3 separate regions of the Zea mays genome follow, and all the other regions are linked to region 3. A link is a contact called in public Hi-C data. All regions are on one chromosome and are shown on one strand. The core of a region is the stretch at or near the end of the contact, and the rest is flanking DNA. Distances in the headings are between cores, read along the strand shown.

The links. A called contact is a pair of places that touch in the nucleus more often than the background predicts.
Region 1: a Hi-C map of bundle sheath shows a contact between it and region 3, with 6 times the contacts expected there. The contact joins the promoter of LOC103629916 here to the promoter of LOC100383555 in region 3. A contact is called at or near these places in 13 of 25 Hi-C or Micro-C datasets (bundle sheath, ear, endosperm and 6 more).
Region 2: a contact with region 3 is called in a Hi-C map of bundle sheath, with 3 times the contacts expected there. The contact joins the promoter of LOC100283082 here to the promoter of LOC100383555 in region 3. A contact is called at or near these places in 6 of 25 Hi-C or Micro-C datasets (bundle sheath, ear, endosperm and 3 more).

What each region holds. Positions count from the first base shown.
Region 1 is chr6:121,833,927-121,837,604 of Zm-B73-REFERENCE-NAM-5.0, reverse strand. LOC103629916 reads right to left here and starts at 1,747. Exons shown (of 2, transcript NM_001382836.1): 1 at 742-1,747; 2 at 1-558. The coding sequence starts at 1,404.
Region 2 is chr6:121,720,595-121,724,044 of Zm-B73-REFERENCE-NAM-5.0, reverse strand. It overlaps LOC100283082 (EF hand family protein), which reads left to right and starts at 1,912. Exons shown (of 1, transcript NM_001155984.2): 1 at 1,912-2,594. The coding sequence starts at 2,064. The coding sequence ends at 2,360. It overlaps LOC100277688, which reads left to right. Exons shown (of 7, transcript NM_001151191.2): 7 at 1-877. The coding sequence ends at 414.
Region 3 is chr6:122,128,561-122,132,068 of Zm-B73-REFERENCE-NAM-5.0, reverse strand. LOC100383555 (Peptidyl-prolyl cis-trans isomerase CYP40) reads right to left here and starts at 2,009. Exons shown (of 10, transcript NM_001176203.1): 1 at 1,744-2,009; 2 at 1-70. The coding sequence starts at 1,959.

The sequences.
Region 1 (3,678 bases), core at 498-2,997, 290 kb after region 3:
GGCGACGCTGTCCGCCGCCGCGGCCGCGTCCCCATCGCCGTGTTTCCAGCCCTTGCCCATGTCCTCGCGCTTTGTGGCGCTGGCTTTGATCGTCACCGCCGGCGGCTGCTGCGCTCGCCCTCTTGACGGGCACGTCGAGCTGTTGACGCGGCCGCCGTCGGACGAGCTCCGGAACAGGAGGAGATCGCTGAGCCGCCACCGTCTCCACCCGGCGCTCCTCGACGCGGGACGCGTGGCTGGTCTCGTGGGCGGCGAGCCATGGGGGGCAACAGCAACACCGCCCTCGTCGTCCTTGCCGCCGAGCGGCGATGGCGCCTTGGTTGCCTCTAGGAGCGCGGCGGTGAACGGGTCGAAGTCGACGCCGGAGCCGACCCTGCTCCTCCGCCGCGGCGACCACGTGGCGCCTGCGCCTCTGGCCACGACCGGCGACCGCGGCGACGGCGTGACGCTCCCGCCGTCGAGCAGCCCCGGCGGCGGCAGTGGTGGCCCTGAGGGTGGGGCAGAGGGGCGGTCGCCCCGGGCCCCCGAATTCGTAGGGCCCAATTCTAGTGATGTGATCTAATAGCCCATCAACAAAATAATGAATATCTAAATATGTTAGAAGAAATTTTCAAAATGATACTATAATATATATCTTTTTATTTACTTATTATTTGATATAAATATTTTTTGATATATTTTGAGTATTTAATTAGTAACATTTATATATTAAAAATAATTTGAAGGGCCTCTATTTAAAACCTTGTCCTGGGCCCGTGAAATGTTAGGACCGCCACTGGGCGGCGGCTTCAACGGACGAATCTTGGGCTCGTCGTCGGCCGTCTTCTTGGGCCTCGGCTTCAAAGGCCTGATCTTGCCCTTCTCAAAGAGCTCGTCGGCCGCCGTAAGCGTCTCCGCCGGCGCGGCGTTGCCGACTCGCGTGCCGAACTCGAATCCCGTGTCCCATGCCGCCACGTCCGCGGCGGGCACGCCCCCGCCGAGCCCCCTCTTCGGCGTCCCAGGCCTCTCCTCCCAGTCGAACGGCACGGACGATCCGCCTGTGGCGGCGTACAGCCGGCGGCGCGGCTGAAACTCCTGGTCGTCGCTGCCGCTCCCCTCGGCGACGTGCGCGTATATGGCCGCGGCGCGCCGGGGGCTGGCTGGCGCACTGGTGAAGTGCTGGAAGAGGTCGAACGGGTCGGCGCCGGTGAGGCGCGTCGGGGTGGCCGGCGGCAGGAGGCCGAACGGACTAGGCGACGGCGGCGCCGTCAGGAATAGGGCCCCCGCCGCTCCCTCGGAGGGGACCAGGCGCCCGCGTGGGCTGGACGGCGCCGTGACGTACGGGCTGGCGGCCGCGCTGTCTGACCGAAAGCCCGTCGGAGGCGGCGGCGGCGACGACGACGCGGGAGACTTCTTCAGCTCCATTTCGGTGGGCCTCTGATTGGCTTTTCGGACTTGGAGAAGTGTCTGGTGGTGTGGTGGCTGCCGCTCGTTTAAGAGCTGTGGTGAGGATTGAGACGGAGACGGAGAGAGGACAAGCCAAGGAAACCGGGAGGAAACGGGCCTGCAGGCGAAGACCGGAATTGAGAACGACGTGAATACGTGCTGAATGAATATGCAAAAAAATAATATATATATCTAACAAAACATAAATAATAGTGAAGCGGGCAGAGGAATTTGACATCTTGTTTTTTTTATACTTTATTTAACGTGATTGATTGTCTATATTTTTGGCAGAAGTAAGAAATATATGTTCCTATCTTCTGAAAGTTGTTACTATCTGAGACAGACTCGTGAAACTTTAAGCCGACTGAAATCGCTTTATAATTGACGCTATCGGTTTCGTCTTCGTCGTGCTTTGCCGACAAATTTCGTCAATTGGAAGTACAGTTGAATGTAAGTTATTTGGACCGAAGTAGGCATGTCTGGATCCGCTTTTGCGAGCTATAAACAACCGCGTTTGTCTAACGTGATTTTGATGGACTAATATCCGTTCCTTTTTTCTAATCTAAAATAAAAGCCTCTGATGGCGACACGGATTGTTGGAAGATATAATATGACACGCCAGGAAAAGAGATGGCCGTTTCCTCGTCAAAGGAAGCTCGTGGGCTGTACTTCCTTCCTTTCCTTCACAGGTGGCTCCTGATTTGGTGCGGCGCTAAATGACGCCACGCCTGTTGATTTACAGCTGCTTATTGAGGATTCCAAGATGAGCTTCCATATATTATCTCGGTGCCGTGTCGTTCTGTTTAAGGATCTGTGCTGTTAATAACCAAAAATTTGCAACATAAAAATTCCACACGAAGCAATTCAAATCATCTCTGGTTTCCTAGGGAATTGAATTAAGTTGATTTTTATATATGAAGTTCTTTTAGTGCGGTGGAAACTCACACGTTCTGAAGCCTATATATGATCCGTTGACTTGGCAAGCAAAGAGGTCAATTCCGTGGCCACGTCCACGTCCAGCAAAATCGAATTACTTTTGACAGAACGAATGCGGTTTCCTTTGGAAGCTCACAAACATTTCGCGTGCTTCGCTGTCATATCAACACACAAGGCTTTTCCCCTGAAAGGAGGCATTTTACCATCCCAATCAGGCAACTGCTGACTCTACCGGGTTTTTTTTTTTCATTTCGTGGAACAAGAGCTCATCAGAAGCATTATTGACAAGTTTATTCAGACGTCTTTAAACAAAGTCAGTTTACTCAGACGAATACAGATGCAGGCAAATAATTAGCATGAAAATGTTCGGGACAACATTTCTTTATAATAGACCAATTGTATTACAGCCTTCACATCAGGTTTTTCATGTTTTATGTACTCATTTTAGGCTATGTGGACTCGCAGAGGCGGAGACTTTTAAAAATTTAATTATCTAAAAAATTAAATAAAATATATAATATACAATGCAAATTTATATTCTTGTTTTTAGCATTGAGCTTGTAAATATTCATAAAAGATAAAACTCAAATTTATCATATATTTTTCTCAAATGATATTTATAAAATTCGAATATTTTTTAACTTTTTTAGGAAACAAATAATGTATAAAACAATTTATACAAAAATTATTCTTATTTATAATAATGTACTTGGTAAAATAAGAAAATCAACATCAAATTTCATATATATATTTATTTATTTTAAGATATTAAATTTATCGTAACAGTTCGGTTATCCACTTTCATCTCATACAATAGATGTCAACACATTAAAGCAAGCTCTTAGTTCAACGAACAAGACCTCAAGAAAGAGATCCAACACCTTAAACCTAGCGTATGTGTGAAGCTCTATCCTTGTGCATCAATCACATCCATTGTGGTGATCTCCAAAGCGAGGGGCATGAATTTCACGTACTTTACGACTCCATCTTTTGTAGTTATACCCTGAACCCTATAGACAGACATCGCGGGCCTACTGCGAGCGGTGGGCATGGGAAAGTATAACTTTTCAACCTCTCCTCCAAGTACGACGAGCTGGAGGAGTGCGCGTGGCAGGACTCCTCCAACCACTGAAGCTGGGACAATGCCCACTTCAGTGAGGCCGCCTATGGCCACATCACCAAGGGCTGGCTCTAACTCTAAAGACCCTTCATCGGCGTTGATGAGGATGATGTCGGCATCCGAGTCGAGCGACACGTCGGGGTCGGTGGAGTTGTCGTTGTAGAAGGGGTAGCGCGTCCGCGTGCGAGCTACTCGCC
Region 2 (3,450 bases), core at 663-3,162, 410 kb after region 3:
ATGTTGAAGAAGGCTCTCCTTACCTTCTGCCACCGAAGCCAACTATATGACTCAAATATGGCTGGTGACCGGGAGTACAAGATAGCGCACTCGGTCTGCAGTCTACACAATGCTGCAGCCAATTCAAACGAGAGTTTAAGAGGGGTTCCTAACAGTCCTAGCGATCACTTCTTCTTGCCAAGTTCGAAGGATCACGATGAGTCTCAGGAACCCGGGTCCCACATGTCCCATCCACCCTGCATGGAGCCTAAAGGAGTCCTTGGCCAAATCCTGTTTGATGTTTGTGTTCCGAGAAATGTTGAAGGATGGGACATCAAGCCGACAGTGTCCCCGAATGGACGGCCAACATTTGCTTCTGCCCGTCAACTTGGTCCATTCAATCCCATCAGGTACTTCCGACGTTCAAGACTATAGTTTTCTGTAGGAGTTGAGATTATTATTTTTTGTATATATAACGGAGGCAAGGTGTCTAATGGGCACTCTGAGCAAGATTTTACCTATGTAAGCTCCCTGTAATTGTTTCTGTTTTTTACTTTTGCGCTGCTTGGCGAGAGAATGTACATATGCTTTGTATACCATATTAGGGCTTGTTCGGTTAGCTCTCAATCCATGTGGATTGAGTGAGATTGGATGAGTTTGAATCCCAAACAAGTCAAACTTCTTCTCAATTTTTTCCAATCTCATCCAATCCATATGTATTGGGAATAACCGAACAAGCCCTTAGTGTGTACTAGAAGGTGGATCGTGGACATAGTTTCTAGGCGGGTTGTAAGGTGCACGCTAACATTGAATAGCCAAGGGAATGCATTATTATGCTCCTGTAGTCTCCTCTATATTTCATGTTCGTCAAATCTAACTATCGGAAAAATCTTCTCTTCCTTTTTACTGGTCATAGCTGATGTTAGTATTTTAATGTTGGTCTTTCTTTTTTTTTCCCGCTTGGTGTCTTTCGTTTCTTCGAGTACCGTTTTGTGTTTAGTGCTGTCACTGACTGTATTTCTGGTTCACCTCAAAGTCAAAACATTCAGTATTCAGATGCCATGATACCATGGAATGAAATTTGAGGAGGATTGAGGGAGCAGTTTTTGTTGCAACGATATGAAATGATGATGGAGCAAAATTTTAAGAATCCAAAATTAGCATATGCAACTCTCATTGTGGTCTAGCTGGAGGAACCACAAGAGATGTTCTAAAAACGAAAAAAAAAGAACGTATTTTTTTTAAAAAAATTCCTCCATGTTCCAAGACAGACAGATCGAATACGAACCTGTTGTGTTCTGGCCAACGTTGGCAACACATGGACACGATGCTTCCCTTTTCTGAACTGACGCGTTTTCTGTACTCTTCTTAGCCACAAAGGAAACTAGTGACGCGTTCATATTTCTGCCGTAAACAAATGGGAGCGGTACATTTTACTGCATGTATTTAACGTTGTGCCACTACCCAGCTAGAGAACCCGTTGATGAGCATGAGCCAGCAAGAGAACCTGCTGATGCGCCCCGCTCTACGAGATAAACAAGCGACCACTTGCGGGTCAGGCTGCTCTGATCCACGGCTTGCCTGCGAAAAGCCTACCCAACGGAATCTGATTCTCATATTAATGAATGGTTTTGCCGCGTCTTTGGAACAAAAGTATCCTGGGGTTTCAAGGCTTTCGCATGATCAATCACGGAACTACTCTCAAATAACTCTCAACCTTTTTGCCTTCAAGCATTGTAAAACTTTGTGCTACCAGCACGTACACCAGTGAATACTTTGTAGAAGGACGCAAAGGACATCGACTGGAGAAGAAACCGCGCGTGCAAAACGTGCGGTAACGGAGTAGTCGTAAAAGTAACCCTCAGCGCCGTGGCCCTCCTCTTCTTGGACACCGGTTATTATATATATAGGAGGCGGAGAGCCTGGACCTGGACGGATCGGAGCTGTGTGCGTCACTACTTGCCTGCCACTCGATCAGCAGTAGGCCCACAGCTCACTCGCAACCACTCACCAAGCTAGCGGAAGCAAAGCAGAGCAGCGGTCGCCGGCCGGGCACGATACCAGCGTCGCGAGAGAGAGAGAGGATGGCGTTCATGCGGTACCGCGCGCTGCCGCGGGGGGAGCTAACAGCGGAGGAGTTCCGGGCGTGGCTGGCGCAGTTCGACGCGGACAGCGACGGGCGGATCAGCAGGGAGGAGCTGCGGCACGCGCTGCGGAGCCTCAACGTGCGGTTCGCGTGGTGGAAGGCGAGGGGCGGCGTGCGCGCCGCCGACGCCGACCGCGACGGCGGCGTGCAGCTGGGGGAGGACGAGGTGGCCCGCCTCTTCGCCTTCGCGCAGAGCCACCTCCGCGTCAAGATCGCCCAGCTCGGGTACTACTAGTACTGCTGATCCGTCGTCGGCCGATCGATCGGCCAATATGGAGGCATGGAGCATATGGCATCGATCGATGGGTTTGTCACTACTCGATCGTCACTTGTTTGTCACAGCTGGGTGGGTTGGATGTGTTGTTGCTACTTTTTTTTTTTCTCTCACGTCCGGGTGGATGTGTGTTGTTACTTATTGTTACGTACTGCTGTTTGGTCAAAACACATTGAACGCAAACGCAAACGGGAAGAGAAAGCAGCGAGCGCTAATGATTAACCCATCAGTTGCGTGTACAAAGCAACAAAACAAAAACACTTTCTTAGTAGGCGCTGTACGTACGAGTGCTGCTGCTTCTTGAATGTCTTGTGGTAACTTCAATTTGTGGATGGTTTGAAGAGTGTATGCTGCGTATAACTCGATCGTATTAAACTTCAATTTGCCACCATGGTCGCGGACCCACGGGTCGGCCGCCGACGTCAGGGATCGCGGCCCAGGCTTCGTCGTAGCAGGCGGGGATGAGGGTGTTCGATCGGGCGCCAGGCGGTACTCGGGGTCGTCGACCGTGGATCCGACCACCAGGCCCCCGTCGTGGAAGTAGAGGACTATGGGGAACCGCCCGCCTGCTTAGGGGCGTCGGCCGCGGATCCGACCACCAGGCTCCTCGGTGGGGATCGTGTAAAGGTTCTACGACGCCGGCGGCGACGAGCGTCTCGGCCTCGGCATACAGGTCCACCTCGCGTCGTTCCTTCAGCTAGTGATGTCAGGGTGCTGAGTTTGGGGTGCGTATGTATGACACGATCTTGGGATATGATTGGTTATCTGCTCATAATCCCATGGTAAGTGACTGCAAGGCAACAACAATGTCCCTATGCTATGCCTACTGCAGTTTTAGAGTTAGGGACTCATGCATGCACTGGCAGCTTTGAAGCTAGAATTCAGTTCTACCCTTGTTTACAAGATAACAAAACAAAATTATGGATGAAGTGGATGATGTACTGCAGCCTTTGATTGATCAAGCGAGGCTACTGGGATTGAGTGCTAGCTGAGGAATATTGGGTATCTGGAATGGTGAAAAATGCTTGTAGGACACCTTGAGCAGCAAATT
Region 3 (3,508 bases), core at 760-3,259:
TTCCGTCTCCAGCAGTTGTGTCTCCCCCTTGAATCATAAACCCTTTAATAACACGGTGGAAGCATGAGCCCTAAAAAATTAAGTACCAAAGATGTGAATTAGTGACAAGATATGGCAACAAATTCTATGCTACATATGCAGTTTTACCAAGAACAACAAACAAAAAACATGCAAAAAAAAAGAGAAAGGAGCAAAATAACAGAAAACACCCACCACTCTTATTTACTAGCATGCAGTAAGCAGATAACAAACTACAAATTTCACTTCTGAATCTAGAACAGTGGGGTCTCAGACAAATAGTGGTCACAAGAAGCATTATTGTTCAAGATGATGGGGGAAAGCTGTAGAAAAGGGAAAATCAGCAATTACAGACACCCCCCCCCAAAAAAAAACCATTCACTGTGCTTCCATACCCACAACAGATAGTGGAGTTCCATATATGTCCAAAACATATCATCAACGTTAGATATGACCACGCCACGTCACTCCTCATATATCCCTGTTCAATGCAGGATTTTACTCTGGTACCCACTAGAACTTGTCCCTGACTAATGCCAAACAATGACCAGACACAAATCAAGATGACCGGCAAAATAAAGCTATATACAGTGATGTATGTCCCTTCAAAAAGACATCATCTGAACGATAAACATATAAAATCCTGCCAAATTCTCACTAACAGCCATGAACCTTAACTAGCTTGTCTGTCTGTGGCGAAGCTGTAATCACAGGTATTTCGTGCGTGTTCTACGTAAAGATAGCTTCCATTTGCAGTGCTTCCGGCGAGGCTAGCCAGCAAAAAGATTAAAAAAAGTATCACAGGAGTCCAATTCTCGCACTCGTTTTCCACTGCAAACAGTTGGGCGCGCCTTTGAGAGCATAAGAACCTCTATGTGATCAGACCACAATAAAGTACATTGTATACCTGCTCGTACAATACGGCAACTCTACTTCGCACATAAAGTGAGCAACACTATAGGAGAAGCTAACGTGGCCAATTATATAGTAGAAGGGCATAAAGCTAGCACGGGCGGTACATAGGAGGTGTAAATAAAATGGGGATGAAGTCAAAAGGGCGGGGCCCTTATAACAGTAACAGCACTGGAAGCAGCAGTGCATATAGTTCACTGCAGACCAAAGGACACTGATTTGACATCACAGCACCAGTACTGCTGAGGGAAAAAAACAAGAAAAACAAAAGGAACAAGGTTAGAACACAGGCAAATATGCTGACGAACGTGGAATACCCAGCTATATGACAAAAGGATACAATATTTACGATGTCAAATAAGTTTATAGGATCGAATTAATGATAACTACACTATACCTGAATTTAAACAATCGCAACCTGAAGCAAAACTGCGAAGCAACGAGAAGGCAAATCCCTTGGGGACTGTTCTATAGATGAGTAAAGAAATAAACTAGTATATCAAAAACAAATGGCAACTATTTCCATATTACGAAATCTGCATCAAAACCCTAAATAGACAATCCCAGGAAATAGCGCTTCTTCGGTTCTAATTACTGAATACAAACTAGAACAAGTTAAATAGCACCAATATTCAATCCTTTTATTCCGTTACAGCGGAACATTGATATCGCTTTGATTTCCAAATCGCGAAACGCCAAAGCACAAAAAAAGAAGTTATTAGAAATACAAACCGCAGGACAAATAGCAACAAAGAACACAAATCACGCAAGGGCGCAGAGGTAAAGCCCTCGCGACGATCCAATGGATCGAACCTTAAAGTGAAGCGGCTTGCCGCTGGCGGCGCCGATGCCTTTCTCCCCTGTGCAGAGCGCGCGGAAGTTCTCCGCCGTCCGCGGTACCACGGAAGCGTAGAGCTCTACAACGATCCTCCCCTCCATCTCGCCGCCGATGGTGACGTCCATGAAGCACCTCGGATTTTTCACCTCCGCCGCCGCCTCGGGTGCTTGTTCCGCGCCGCGGCCCTCCATTGCGATCGCCCCCAAAGTCCCCAAACCCTAGCCGAGAGGCTTGGTGGAACCTTCTCGAGGCAAAGTGGTGTGGAGGTGGTGGTGGCCTTCGTCGATTACTCGATTGCCTCGGGGGAGCCAGAGCAGCTAGTGGGTTGCGGCGGAGTGGGTTCGGAGGGTTTTATGGTCATATTTTCTAAAATCATGGGGGACCATTTGGGTTTTGGCCTGCGAGACTTCACATTTTTGCACCGTGCCAAATTAAAGCGATTAATTACTACTGCTATAAACTCCCTCTGTGCTTGATATATATAAACTCCCTCTGTGCTTGATATAGATTCTTGAAGTTGTTTAAGTCAATTTTTTGATTTTACCGAACCTATAAGAAATCTTAAGAATTATGATATAAAATCAGTATTGTTATCTATAATGTATTCCATAATATGCTTACTTTATGGTATATATGTTGTTATCTTCCTCTACAAAGTTAATTAAGAGTCCATTTGGCAGAGTTCCGGCTCGTTCAAAAATAGCTCTGGCCCTGGCTTTTCTGAAAAAAAGCATCTTTTTATACATTAACACGGTGGATAAGGGCAACAATATTTTTTCAGCGTCCCCATCAGTGTACAGTGCGAGAGTATTTATATGTAACCATGGACAATCTCACATTGGTGAATACAGACATACAGTTATGCCCCTGGTTAACTACGTTATTCCTGAAATATTTCTCCCTCAAAGGTTATTACAGGTTATTACGGTGTGATTAAGTACAACACGGGCGAACACACCATTAATCCTACCTACGTTGTAGCTTACAAGTGGGGTCAGGCGACCCAGGGAGGTTACATAGGGGCCCGCTTTAATAACATGTGCGGGTATTGATAGTAGCCTTCGTGTTGCGTGAGCCAGGTCTTCGGAAGTCGGCAAGGCCTTCGCCGCTCCTGGCTTCACCGAGAACCGGCAAAGCCTCCACCTGTCCTGGACAGTCCCTCCGTCCTAGGGCCTTCGCTTGGTTGCAGTGGACTTCTCTTTCCCTCCGTCATGATTTAAACTGCTCTCGCGATAAATGAACCGAGCGAGGGGGGCATTCAGCCTGCACCCCAACACTTCCCCCCCCCCCCCCCCCCGAGGGGCCAGTTCAACTTAGAGAGCTGGTCCTGAAGTATTTTTCGGGAGATGGTCGAGACACTGCCCTCGCTCGGTTGAAGTGGTCCCGCGAGGGTTTGTAAAATGTGACCATTGAAAGGTGATGTTTTACTGTGGGTCTGTTGGGTTCCCGAGGCGTTTTTCCTGGGCTAAAAAGGGAAGCGCGCTCGCCGCTGTGGGATTTTTACCCGTCTGTTTGCGGAAAAAACCCTAGCCATGTTGCTTTCTACGCATCGACTTCTTTGTCTCTCTCCACCGGTGATCTGGCCCGCATCAAGCAGACAACTCGCTGTCGGCGATGGTACGTGATGTTGTTGTCTTCTTCTTTGTCGTTCGTTGCGACCACGTCCTCAAACATGCCGTCGTCGGAGAAGACGATTAGTGATCCGGCATCGGTTGTCGAGTTGTAGAGTTCGGGACATCG